Linked DNA regions of Sus scrofa: region 2 is linked to region 1. The links are chromatin contacts, called in public Hi-C maps. All regions are on one chromosome and are shown on one strand. Each heading gives the region's core, a stretch centred on a gene start, on an enhancer-like site or on the middle of the called end of the contact. The rest is flanking DNA. Distances are from core to core; before and after follow the strand shown. Region 1 has its middle 57 kb from the start of TMX1. Region 2 overlaps LOC102162767 (a long non-coding RNA gene).

Region 1 (5,440 bases), core at 1,419-3,918:
AAGTGATTTCTCAACCACTGTCAAGGGAAGCAGATATTAAGCTTTTAGTCCACTCTTTACATTCAGGGGCTTGTGGAAAATCAATAAGCAAGAGTTTTAGTGGAATATATTAGGCAGTCAACAGATTTGAAAAAATATTGCCAGTTTTTCATCCTTCAACCAAATTGCCTTCATTCCAAGTTGTTGTTAAGCCTACTAGAAAGAATGAGTTGATCTATATTAATTTGGAGAGACTCCTATTTTGTCATTGTTGTTATAGTGGTCCTTAGGTGAGGAAATGAAGATGCAGAAAAATACATACAGTAGATTCCATTTTCATTAACCAAATGTTAAACATAGCACCCATGGACTTCCAGTTTGGTATCACCAAACTGTAGCACTTTCCAGAGATCAGCAGGTAGGAGGAGGAAGAAATCAGGAGGTTATCCCCAAACCCTTGCCCATTCCCTCCTTGCTTGGCCCTGGTTTGGGCAGCTGGCCACGACTCCACTGAGCAGCCCTGAGACTGACAAGGTTCACATGAGACCATCATTCCTTTCTCTTGCCCCTTAGGCTTCAGCGTGGTGGTGACTGCCTCCTGCTGTTTCCAGTTTCTGGTTGTTTTTCTATTCCCTTAACCATGTGCAGACCATTTGTGAAACACGATTATTATGCTAAAACTGCTCAGCCTCTACCCACTCCACACCCCGCCTTTTTGTGCTGGGCTGGGAGTTTCCAAGATACAACCTTCTTTGCTGCAGTTCCCTGCTAGTTCTGCACATGCGAGATGCGACAGGGCCTGGGGGTGCGGGGGTGGTGTGTGTGTGTGTGTGTGTGTGAGAGAGAGAGAGAGAGAGAGAGGGAGAGGGAGAGGGAGAGAGGGAGAGGGAGAGAGAGAGAGAGAGAGCCTTCCCCAAGCTGCTCTTCCTGTTCAATTCCTCACAAAAGCCTACCTGCCAGGCAGCAGGATCCAGGCTATTGACCCCACTCTCAAGGAAGGGCTGTTTAAGAGCCCCAAGCTCTTTCCTTGGTTCCCTGGTCCCAGGAGAGCTCTCTCCTTTTTTAGTTACTCTTCTGTGTTACCTCACTGAGCCCTTTCACATATTCAGATCTCCAGCCCTTTTTTCTTTTTATTGTGGTAAAAAGAACCCCAAACAACAACAAACACATAACATAAACTGTATTAAACATTTGTACTTGTCGAGTTCAGTGGTGTTAGGTACACTCTCATTGTTGTGAAACAGAACTCTAGAACTTCCTGACCTTGCAAAACTGAAACTCTGTACCCATAAAATAACCACTCCGCAACCACCTTTCCACTTTCTGTCCCTATGAATTTGACCATCTTAGATACTTCATGTAAAGACCTCTGATTCTTTTAAGCAAATTCTTGTTATTAAAATAATTGGCATAGTTTCTATTTTCCTAATCGGACTATGACATATTTCTGTAAATAGTTCCTTCTTTAAATAATTTTCACTTCAATTCCTTAAATGTGCCCTTGATTCCTGCTGCGATCCCTACTGATACATTATCTTAGAGGGATATTGCTAAAATAACAGTAAAGGTGAAAGCCCCTTTTAAACCAAAAAGTGCTGTGTCTTGTTACTATTAGTACTAGTAGTACCAGTAATATTCCGAATGAAACTTCCTCTGTGGTTTCCCTTGAGGCACCAGCATCCAGAGTAGAAGGATGATAAGCATTAGAAAATGATTATAGTGTCAGGGTTTTGACTGACACTTTGTGGCTCTAACCCTGAAGGTCAGGATGAAAAGCCAGGACAGGAAATCTGTCCCCTTTCTTAAGAGAGGGTGTGGAGAACATAATAGAAATCTCATATTTATATTCACAAGTAAATGTGGGGAAGAAGCCGGAGTGTCTGTGTCCTTAAGTGATACGGAGGCTCTGGCTCCTGTCAAGACAAGGCTCTGATCCCAGACGTCAGTCCCCAGCGATTCAGTGACACTTCAACATCCGGACTTAAAATGAACAATCTGGTTGCTTTTCCAGAGCAGTAAATGACTGGAAAATCCCCAAACACAAGCCAACTCAGCAAAGGCCAGAAACCTCTTGCAGCCATAGCCCTGGCCAGAGATTTCCCTACAGGGTGGGGTTCCCCAGCCTCTTCAAGAGGAGCCCTCCTTTCTGCTCGGGTCGTATGGTAAAAAGAGGCTTCAGCAGGTCTCCCAGGGGCTGGAAAGGAGTGGGGGTGCCTGGGGGTAGGAGGTGTTGTGGGCAAGTCCACTGAGGAGAGTCTCAGCTTCCCTGTGGCTCTGGCTGTCTCCACATTCTGGAGAATACAGGCAATCCCTGCCAGGAAAGAAGGCCTCAAAACACCAAGTCTGAGGGAGATGAATAAGGCATTTCTGGAGCAGCTGTTAATCAAGAAAACCTGGGCAAAAACGGCAGGCTCTTGCTTTCTTCTGAAACTGTTTGCCTGGCTTGGTGTCTTTGTATTTGGATAGGGGTAACCGTGAGAAAAAGTTCATCTATGTGGGTTTTGTGGCTAGATGTTAGTCATACACACGAGTGACTTCTCCAATGCCCAGGAGCTCTGTAAACCCCAAGAAATTATTTGTAAAACCATGTGTGTGCATGGAAAGTTTTCCGGAGCCTGTAAATGTCATCTGATTCACAAAAGGGTCAGTGTCCCCTCCCTGCCTCTCTCCCCATCTCCAAATTGAGAACAGCTCTCAATTATGAGTCACTGGAGGGCAGGACCATGACTTTCATCCTTGAAGCTCCAACAGCATCCTGCCCGATGTGATTTTTGCATAGTCTTTTAATGAGTATTTACTAAATTGAACAGGTAAAAGTAAAAAGTAGACTTCTAACTTCTAAGGAATCCACAATAAATCCTTTTCACCCTGAACATGAGAGACATTTTCCAGGATCTCATTAACAGCTTCTTCTATTTCTGGAGTCTGGAGTTTCCTCTTACAGGAATCCTGACATCAGAGGACACAAGAACTAATGTGGAAGCCTGAGGGCAGGTTCCCCCACCAGCACTCCATGCTTTTGTGTTTTGTACCCTACTTTCATCATTTGGAAAATCATAGTCTCTTCCTGTGTCTATTACTTAATGACATTTTTATGGAGAAGCATAATAAAAATAAGAGGAAGGAATTTTTTTATAAACTAGAAGTCATGGTACCAGCACTGATGGATGACATAGGAGTCAGGTACTCTCACTTCCAGGTTATTAGAGGGGGGGAAAAAGAGACAAATTGAGGTAGGAACAAGAGATGTAGTGAGATACTGTTATTACGATCATTACAAATTGACCAGGCATAGTGTAGGTGATGAGGGAAGAAAGGTAGCTTTGAGTCCCTCACTTCAAGACAGAACAATGGAAATGAATCAGAAGAGTGCAATGAGTCAGAACAGTGAAAAGACTATATTAATTTTTTTAACCACTACCTTCATCTTAGCTGGGATTATTTTCCTCTTAGTTATGACTCCTAGTCTACTAGGGACGTTAAAATGGGGGGACTGTGGTAGGAAATGGGCACCATATTTCATTGATTCTGGAATGCACATTTTCTACGTTCCAGCATCTCTGGGGTTTACTTGGGAGTGTCAGCTATGCTCAGCAGAGATGCCATTGTAAATAGTGCTTCAAACCTGGACATAGTTGTTCATATTGCCATCACTTCGGTTGAATTAAATGCACTGAATTTAGTGCAGCTGTTGGGGTGAGTTCCTATTTGAAAGACCCTCAGAAAGATTACACTATTACTTGGCACTGAAATGAAAAATTTATTGTGTGCAAAATGGTGTGGAAACAGAGCAACAGGGCTTTGATATTGGTGGAGCAGATATACATGGTTGGGGGAATGAACACAAATTCATATGTTTTGCAAAGCAACAACAGAGTGCTTTCTAGAAGCTAAGAGAGGAAGAGCCATCCCTAAAGTAGAAGCAAGTTCTACTAAGCTCCACGATAGGGTTGCCATCACAAGCCCAGCTGAGTGACAGGAGAAAATGCCAATTCTTCCTGAATGAAAGAGACGTCAAAGCAAGGAGAGGCTTGCATGACCGTGGAGCCTGTGGTTAGGGAATTGTATCCTAGTTGAATGGACTGTGTTTTTCCTTAGTACTTAAAGAAAGGTGTGTTTTAGAATCATTTGAAAATAGTACAAATGCAGGCTTATTGCATTTCAGGGAACCACTCTCATTTTACAGAGAAGGAAGAGAGAAGGAGTTCCCTGGTGGTCTAGTGGTTAGGACTCAGTGCTTTCACTGCTGCAGCCCAGGGTCAATCCCTGGTCTGGGAACTGAGATCCCACATTAAGCTGCTACACCTGGCCAAAAAAAAAAAGAGGAAAAGAAAGACGGACTCAGTGCCTCTTGCTGGTGGGCTTACTCTTATGAGATTTGGCACACAGTTGGCAGGCAGTTGCCCTGGTCCTGTGGGAGCAGGACCGTCTTTATGCAGATGATACCCAAATGACTAACAAACAGGAGGCAGAACAAATTTCAAGTATCCCCCCCACCCTTCTCTTAGACACATGAACTTGAGATGGACAAAGGACTTTTTTTTTTTTTTTTGTAAGTATGGTTTTTTGTTTAAAGAAATGTTTGCAGTTCTGGGGGTACTTCTTATAAAATAGTAAAGATTAAACCTAAATTCTTCAACAGTGTTTCATACCCCACCACAAACATAAAACATTCTAAAGTCAATTTTGCTAGTAAATATTTAATTGTCTTGAAGATTATACTTTTAAATTTATTAAGCTTGATTATTTATAAACATATTAAATTCTATATAATAAAATTTTAATGTATTTAATATGACAAAATCACTTCAGATTAATAAAAGCACCAGAAAATTAATTACTGCATATAGCCACATTTCTGCCAAATTTCTCTTAACAAACAGACCGTGAATAAGAACAATACAGAAAACTTGTTTCCTTATCCATCCCAGCCCATCCCCATCTTAACGTTCCTCATGTGTTGATAAAAAAGCCTAGACATTTCCATTTCTTAATCCTCCATCATGTTTATAATAATTCTAAATCTGGGGCTCAGTGTTAGAGGTCCACAGATGGGCTCCCATGAGCTTGTGCACCTCCGAAATGATATGAAGAGTTCTGGGTATTTGTGCTTTTTGGTGGTGTTGGGGAGAGGGATTCTGGTCATCACTGATTTCTCAAAAAAAGTCTATTTCAAAAGAATAGAAATGTCTATAAGATCAGCAGACTTGTAGTTGCCAAGCGGAAGGGGTAGGGAGTGGGATGGACTGGGAGTTCAGGGTTAATGATGCAAATTATTGCCTTTAGAATGGATAGACAATGAAGTCCTGCTGTATAGCACAGGGAACTATGTCCAATCACCTGTGATGGAACATGATGAAAGATAACATAAGAAAGAGTGTGGCTAGATGTATGACCAGGTCCCTCTGCTGTACAGCAGAAATTGACAGACAATGTAAATCAACTCTAATAAAAAAATAAA
Region 2 (5,440 bases), core at 2,183-4,682, 140 kb after region 1:
TCTGAATTTCATACTTTTTGCAGTCTGTAATCCATTCAAAGAACGATGATCTGAGTGGTCTGGAAACCATGCAATATGGTTATAACATTACTTATTCTTTCAGAAATAGTTTAGTGGGCCTCTCCCAGACATCCACTGGTGCTCCAGGCCCTGAGCCTATTGTCCATGACTGATAAGCAGTGTTCTTCACCTTCAAAGGAAGGCTCTAGTGAAGGGGATTAGAGTACAGTAGAGGGAGATTGGGGTGATTATAGGCACTCTGCTAAATCCTAACACTATTCAGATGGCTGTGGAGTGTTCTTTTCCTTAAGGAAAAGATGGAGACTTTCAGCCTGAGAAAGGATAGACATAGGGAGGAAAAGATAGTTGACATCTTGAAGAGAAGGGTCATCATGGGGTAGCAAGCCTTGCGTGTCTTGTTCCTGGAAGAGCTGGGGCAGAGGGGAGGTGGGCAGTGGTCATTGATGTTGTACAGGAGCTTCCACGCTGGCTGTGAGGAGGTATTGAAAAAAGTTATTGGTTCTTCCAATATTTGATAATACCCTGTCCTCATATGAGAGACAAATGGGGCCAGAGATCCAGAACTTACAAGGAGGGTGGAAAGGAATCCTTTGAAGCTTCTGACTCCTTGCATTTGCCATGGTGTGGAGTGGAGAAGCGTAAATGAACAGAGGGCCCACAGGGGCTATAGGGACCAACAGCAAGGCTACATTTGGGCATGGGGAGAAGCAGGGGAACTTGGATAACCATGGTTGACCTCTTAGATTTGGAATTTTAATAGGGCCCTTGGAAAGCATATAGATTGTATTCTAGAAGGGCCTCATCAACCTTGAAGTTCCTAATAAACCTCCTCATTTTGCTGCCTCTCCTGCTCATAGAAATGAGGGTTCTTCTGCATAGTCCAGTGCATGAGCTTAAACTCTAGGAAGAAGATGTACCTATTGGATGTGGATCCAGGATACTTTCCATTGTTTTCTATTGCTTGAGCATATCAGAACGTCCACAGTACCTCAAGGCCTTGAGAATTCTCTGTCTGGAGCACCTCTGTGCAGAGCAGCAAAATACCTACATGCATGTGGTGCCCTGTGTAAGGTCTCCAAGCTGAAGAATCAAAGGAGGGCTGGCATCTCACTTAGAGCCTACACTCTGGGCACCCTGGATAGAGCCGTACTGACTTAGAGGATGGGCTTTTCCTCTTTTGAACAAAGGCTCCAAGAGCTAGCTGCTTCCCCTGCCCCCCTTAAATCCTGCCATCTGTCAGGATCCACATCTAGTTCTGGGTCACTTGTGCCATTCAGCCCCTCCCCCCAAAGCACACACACACACACACAGACACAGACACACACACTACCATCATGCAGAATCAATGGTTCCTTCCTTAGCTTTCTCAGACCTCCTTATTTACAGCTCGATTACAATTCTTATCACAGCCTAAATTGTCTTATATGCTTTGAGAGTATATAACACTAGGTTGACAGTTACATACTACTTGAGGATATCATTTCCCTGTCTTTTCTGGCTTCTAATATTGTTGTGGAGAGGCTTGCATCATTCTTTTTTTATAGCATTTTTTTATTACTCAATCACATTTATAGTTGTACAATTATCATCACACCCAAGTTTTATAGCATTTACATCCCAAACCCCCAACCCACCCCCCAACCTCTCTCATTTAGAAACCGTAAGTTTTTCAAAGTCTGTGAATCAGTGTCTGTTCTGCAAAGAAGTTCATTGTGTCCTTTTTTAAAATTCCACATGTAAGTGATAGCATTTGGTGTTGGTGTCTCACTGTCTGACTGACTTCACTTAGCATGATAATTTCTAGGTCTATCTATGTTGCTACAGATGCCATTATTTCTTTCCTTTTAATGGCCGAGTAATATTCCATTGTGTATATGTATCACATTTTCTTTATCTACTCTGTCAATGGACATTTTGGTCGTTTCCATGTCTTGGCTGTTGTATATAGTCACATAAGTCTAATTGCTGTTTCTTCACAGGTAGTGTGTCTTTTAAGATTCTCTCCATTTTGGTATTTGTAGTTTCATTTTAATGGGATTATTTGTAGATTTCCTTTTATTTATTCTATTTTTTTTCTTTTAGTGCCACACCCACAGCATATGGAAGTTCCCAGGCTAGGGGCCAAATCAGAGCTGTAGCTGCCAGCCTATACCACAGCCTCAGCAATGCCAAATCTGAGCCATGTCTGTGACCTACACCACAGCTCACAGCAATGCCAGATCCTTAACCCACCGAGTGAGGCCAGGGATCGAACCTGTGTCCTCATTGGTATTAGTTGTGCTTGTTACTGCTGAGCCACTATGGGAACTCCCTATTTATTCTATTTTTTAAAAAATTCCTGATGTTTGGAAAATCCTTAGCTGCTATCTCTTTGAGCATTGCTCTTTCTCCATTCCCTCTATAATATCCTTCTAGATTTCCAAATAAATATGTGTTAGACATTCTTACTTTACTCCCCATATGTCTTTCACCATTAAAAAATATTTCCATTGCTTTATATCTCTTGGTTGCCTTTGGAATATTTAACTACATACTCTAGTTCTCTAGTCTGTTCTTAGGTGTTTCTATGCCTAAGTCTGCACATTGAATCTCTAAACTCTTGGAGGTGAGGAACAATATATTTCATCTTATTTGAATGTCTGGGACATAGCCTGTGATTGTAAGCCTTTGCTAAATTGAATTGGTTGGCATGTCTGAGGATAACTATTGGCATGATCTTCATGTTCAATCTAAAGTATAAACCCATGCTGAAATGCAAGTTGGTTATCTGTTGACAAAGAAAGAGGGACCATGGGGGCTCACTGCTTGTGATCATGACATACAGAACTGGTTGGACTGTAATGCTCCATCTGTGATTAAAGGGCAGGTTCAACCAGGCAAAAGAGCGTGGCAGGCTTGCTTACCAACTGTGGCTAAGCCAGGCTCTCTTTTTCAAACAAAACTCCCAAATATCATACTGTTTACACAGGAAATGAGACCTCATGCCAAGCTGCAGACTTAGGGAAAAGCCACTTTTGAATCAGGTTACCTCGTGAAGTTTGATGTAGGTTTGATCTTGACATTCTCTCTCACTTAGAAGTACATGAAGGAAGCTTACTGTCAAGACAAACGAGTTCAGTAAGTCTCAGAAAGCTTGTTCAGACTAGTTGTGGTGTCTCATACCAGGCCCCAGGTAAATGGGGAAGGTAGGCAAGGAGTATATTCAGTCTACCCTTGGAAACACCTGCTGCTCTTGCTAATCGCAGCTGTCCGTCTTTTAGGTCTCATTAAAGTGACGATTCGCCCCTGCTGTCTTATGGAACAGATGTCTGCCCCTCGGTTTCTGTGCCCAGCTGCTGGTTGCCACAGTCATGCAGAGTCAGAGTCTCAGTCCAGAAAAGATATGCATGACTTCAGAGGGAGTTTCCCAGAGTGTTTTTGGCAAGAGGGGGTAGGGCCGGTGGGAAGGGTGAGCCTCTCCCTGTGGCATTCAGTGTCTGGCCCTTGGCCATCCTTCAGTGGGAGGTTCTTGGGGAGAAGCACGAAAATCAGTCTTCGGGGCAGTTCTACAAAAGGACATGTGGTGTCTGCTATTGGTTTTGAGATTCCATCCAATGAAAAAGGAATTTCAGAATACAGTAAATTTTTTCCTCATGGCGTAGGTGATTCTCAGGCTAAGCCACATCTTCTCTTTGTCAGTGCTGGTATAGAATGTGTCAGAGCCACAAAGAAATCGCTGGCCCATTGTTCCAGAGCAGGCCAACTAAAGCCTTGTAGTCCCTAATCTGAAATCCTGTCTTTCACGAGCTTGGTAGTATTCACAGTGATCCCAAAGAATGTCATCAAATGATCATAATTAGACTACACTGAGTTAACTTTATTCTTCTTAATAAATATGTATTAAAAAGCATACAGTAGAGGTATCGGATAGAAGCAATGAGGGTCAAAGCCTGGACGTCAGGAACATTGACTGAATTCAATCCCAATAAAACATAATCCCACAGCTGGATGATTCCTTAGGTCCCCCAGGAGCCACCAGCTCTTAGGTCAGTGGGGAAGAACAGATGGCATCACTGGTAGGTCCCATTCTGATTTCCTCTGCCTGGAAATCTGCTTCATCTCAGCTGGAGATTTCAGCTTTTTCTGATGGCAGTGATTTCCATCTGGGCCTGTGGTAAAGAATAAACCTCTGAACCATTAAAATTCATAAAGCCATTAGCAGTTAATATGTAAAAATCTCTTGAGGTGTTTTTGTGCACATGACTGTGGTCTGTTTTGTGTGAAAACAGTCACACCTGTGGAGAAAATTCAATATACTTATAAAATTTGAGCTCTTATGCCAAGACCCTTTGACTCATTGTCCCAGAGATGAGGTAAGAATTATATGAGACATCAATGGTGAAAATGCTAGTTTGAAGATGATAAATGTCTCTAGCATCTTCTTATGCAGCTCTCTCTAGGGAAATGTGTGGAAGGAAATCTGTGTTAAGATTCTTTGAGTTTCAAAAATTTAGCTAGGAATTACAATACAGTCGTTTCAGTATTAGATAGAAATCTAGAAAGAGGGAAGACCAGAGCAAAGGTCATTGACAGGGTAGACTTCTTGCTCACCCTAAATGTCTTATGACCAGGAGGGTGGTCTCTGACCATTTCTTTTCTCTCTGAGGAAAAGCAACCACCCACTGCTTTGGACAGCATCTGGCATCTTCCCCAAATGAAGGCCAACCAAAATATCCCTCCAAACATTTCTTTGAGAACAGAGTAGAGCAGACATGAGGAACCTACTTCCTTCCAGGATGCAGGAGTGATGTAGGCTAAGAGTGACGTGGGAAGATGGTGAGCAGGTACCCTTTCTAATGAGGTCAGTACCACAGAAAAATATGAATCTGGTATTTTCAGATATTTAGACTTCTCAAGAGATTCTAAGATTTTAGATTTTTATTTTTTATTTTTAAAAATTTTAGTCTATTTATAGCCACACCCCTGCATGTGGAAGTCCCCAGGCTAGGGGTCAAATCGAAGCTGTAGCTGCCGGCCTACACCACAGCCTCAGCAATGCCAGATCCAAGCCACATCTGCAATCTACACCACTGCTCATGGCAATGCTGGATCCTTAACCCACTGAGCCAAGGCCAGGGATCAAACCTTTGTCCTCATGGGTACTAGTCAGATTCATTTCCACTGAGCTGTGACAGGAGCTCCAGATTTTAGATTTTTAGTTGAGATTTCTTGATTTTTAAACATTGATTTTTTTTTCCCATGTAGGCCAAATAAACCATGTCTTTGGGCTGGATCTGACCTGCTCGCTACCAGTTTTCAATACAAATGGATATGTTCCATGAATTTTAGTTGAGGTCACCTAGTGCCATGCATTTTCCTAGATGCCATCTAAGAGTCACCTGCATCTGCTCCTGGGAAGTTCACAATCCAGAGGGGAAGA

What was found. Hi-C and Micro-C count contacts between places; a contact is called where the count stands out from the background.
Region 2: a Hi-C map of embryonic fibroblasts shows a contact between it and region 1, with 2.1 times the contacts expected there. The contact joins two enhancer-like sites. A contact is called at or near these places in 3 of 47 Hi-C or Micro-C datasets (embryonic fibroblasts and epiblast stem cells).

What each region holds. Positions count from the first base shown.
Region 1 is chr1:180,988,168-180,993,607 of Sscrofa11.1, forward strand. No RefSeq gene overlaps it. Among named protein-coding and RNA genes, the nearest start is that of TMX1, 57 kb to the left of the region's middle. Within about 2 kb of position 2,669, at least 22 of the 83 cell types and tissues checked have an H3K27ac peak or open chromatin away from gene starts, as enhancers often do. A contact at or near this core is called in embryonic fibroblasts, where this site is marked.
Region 2 is chr1:181,131,744-181,137,183 of Sscrofa11.1, forward strand. The region is part of intron 1 of LOC102162767 (a long non-coding RNA gene); the gene reads left to right. Among named protein-coding and RNA genes, the nearest start is that of TMX1, 200 kb to the left of the region's middle. Within about 2 kb of position 3,433, at least 12 of the 83 cell types and tissues checked have an H3K27ac peak or open chromatin away from gene starts, as enhancers often do. A contact at or near this core is called in embryonic fibroblasts, where this site is marked.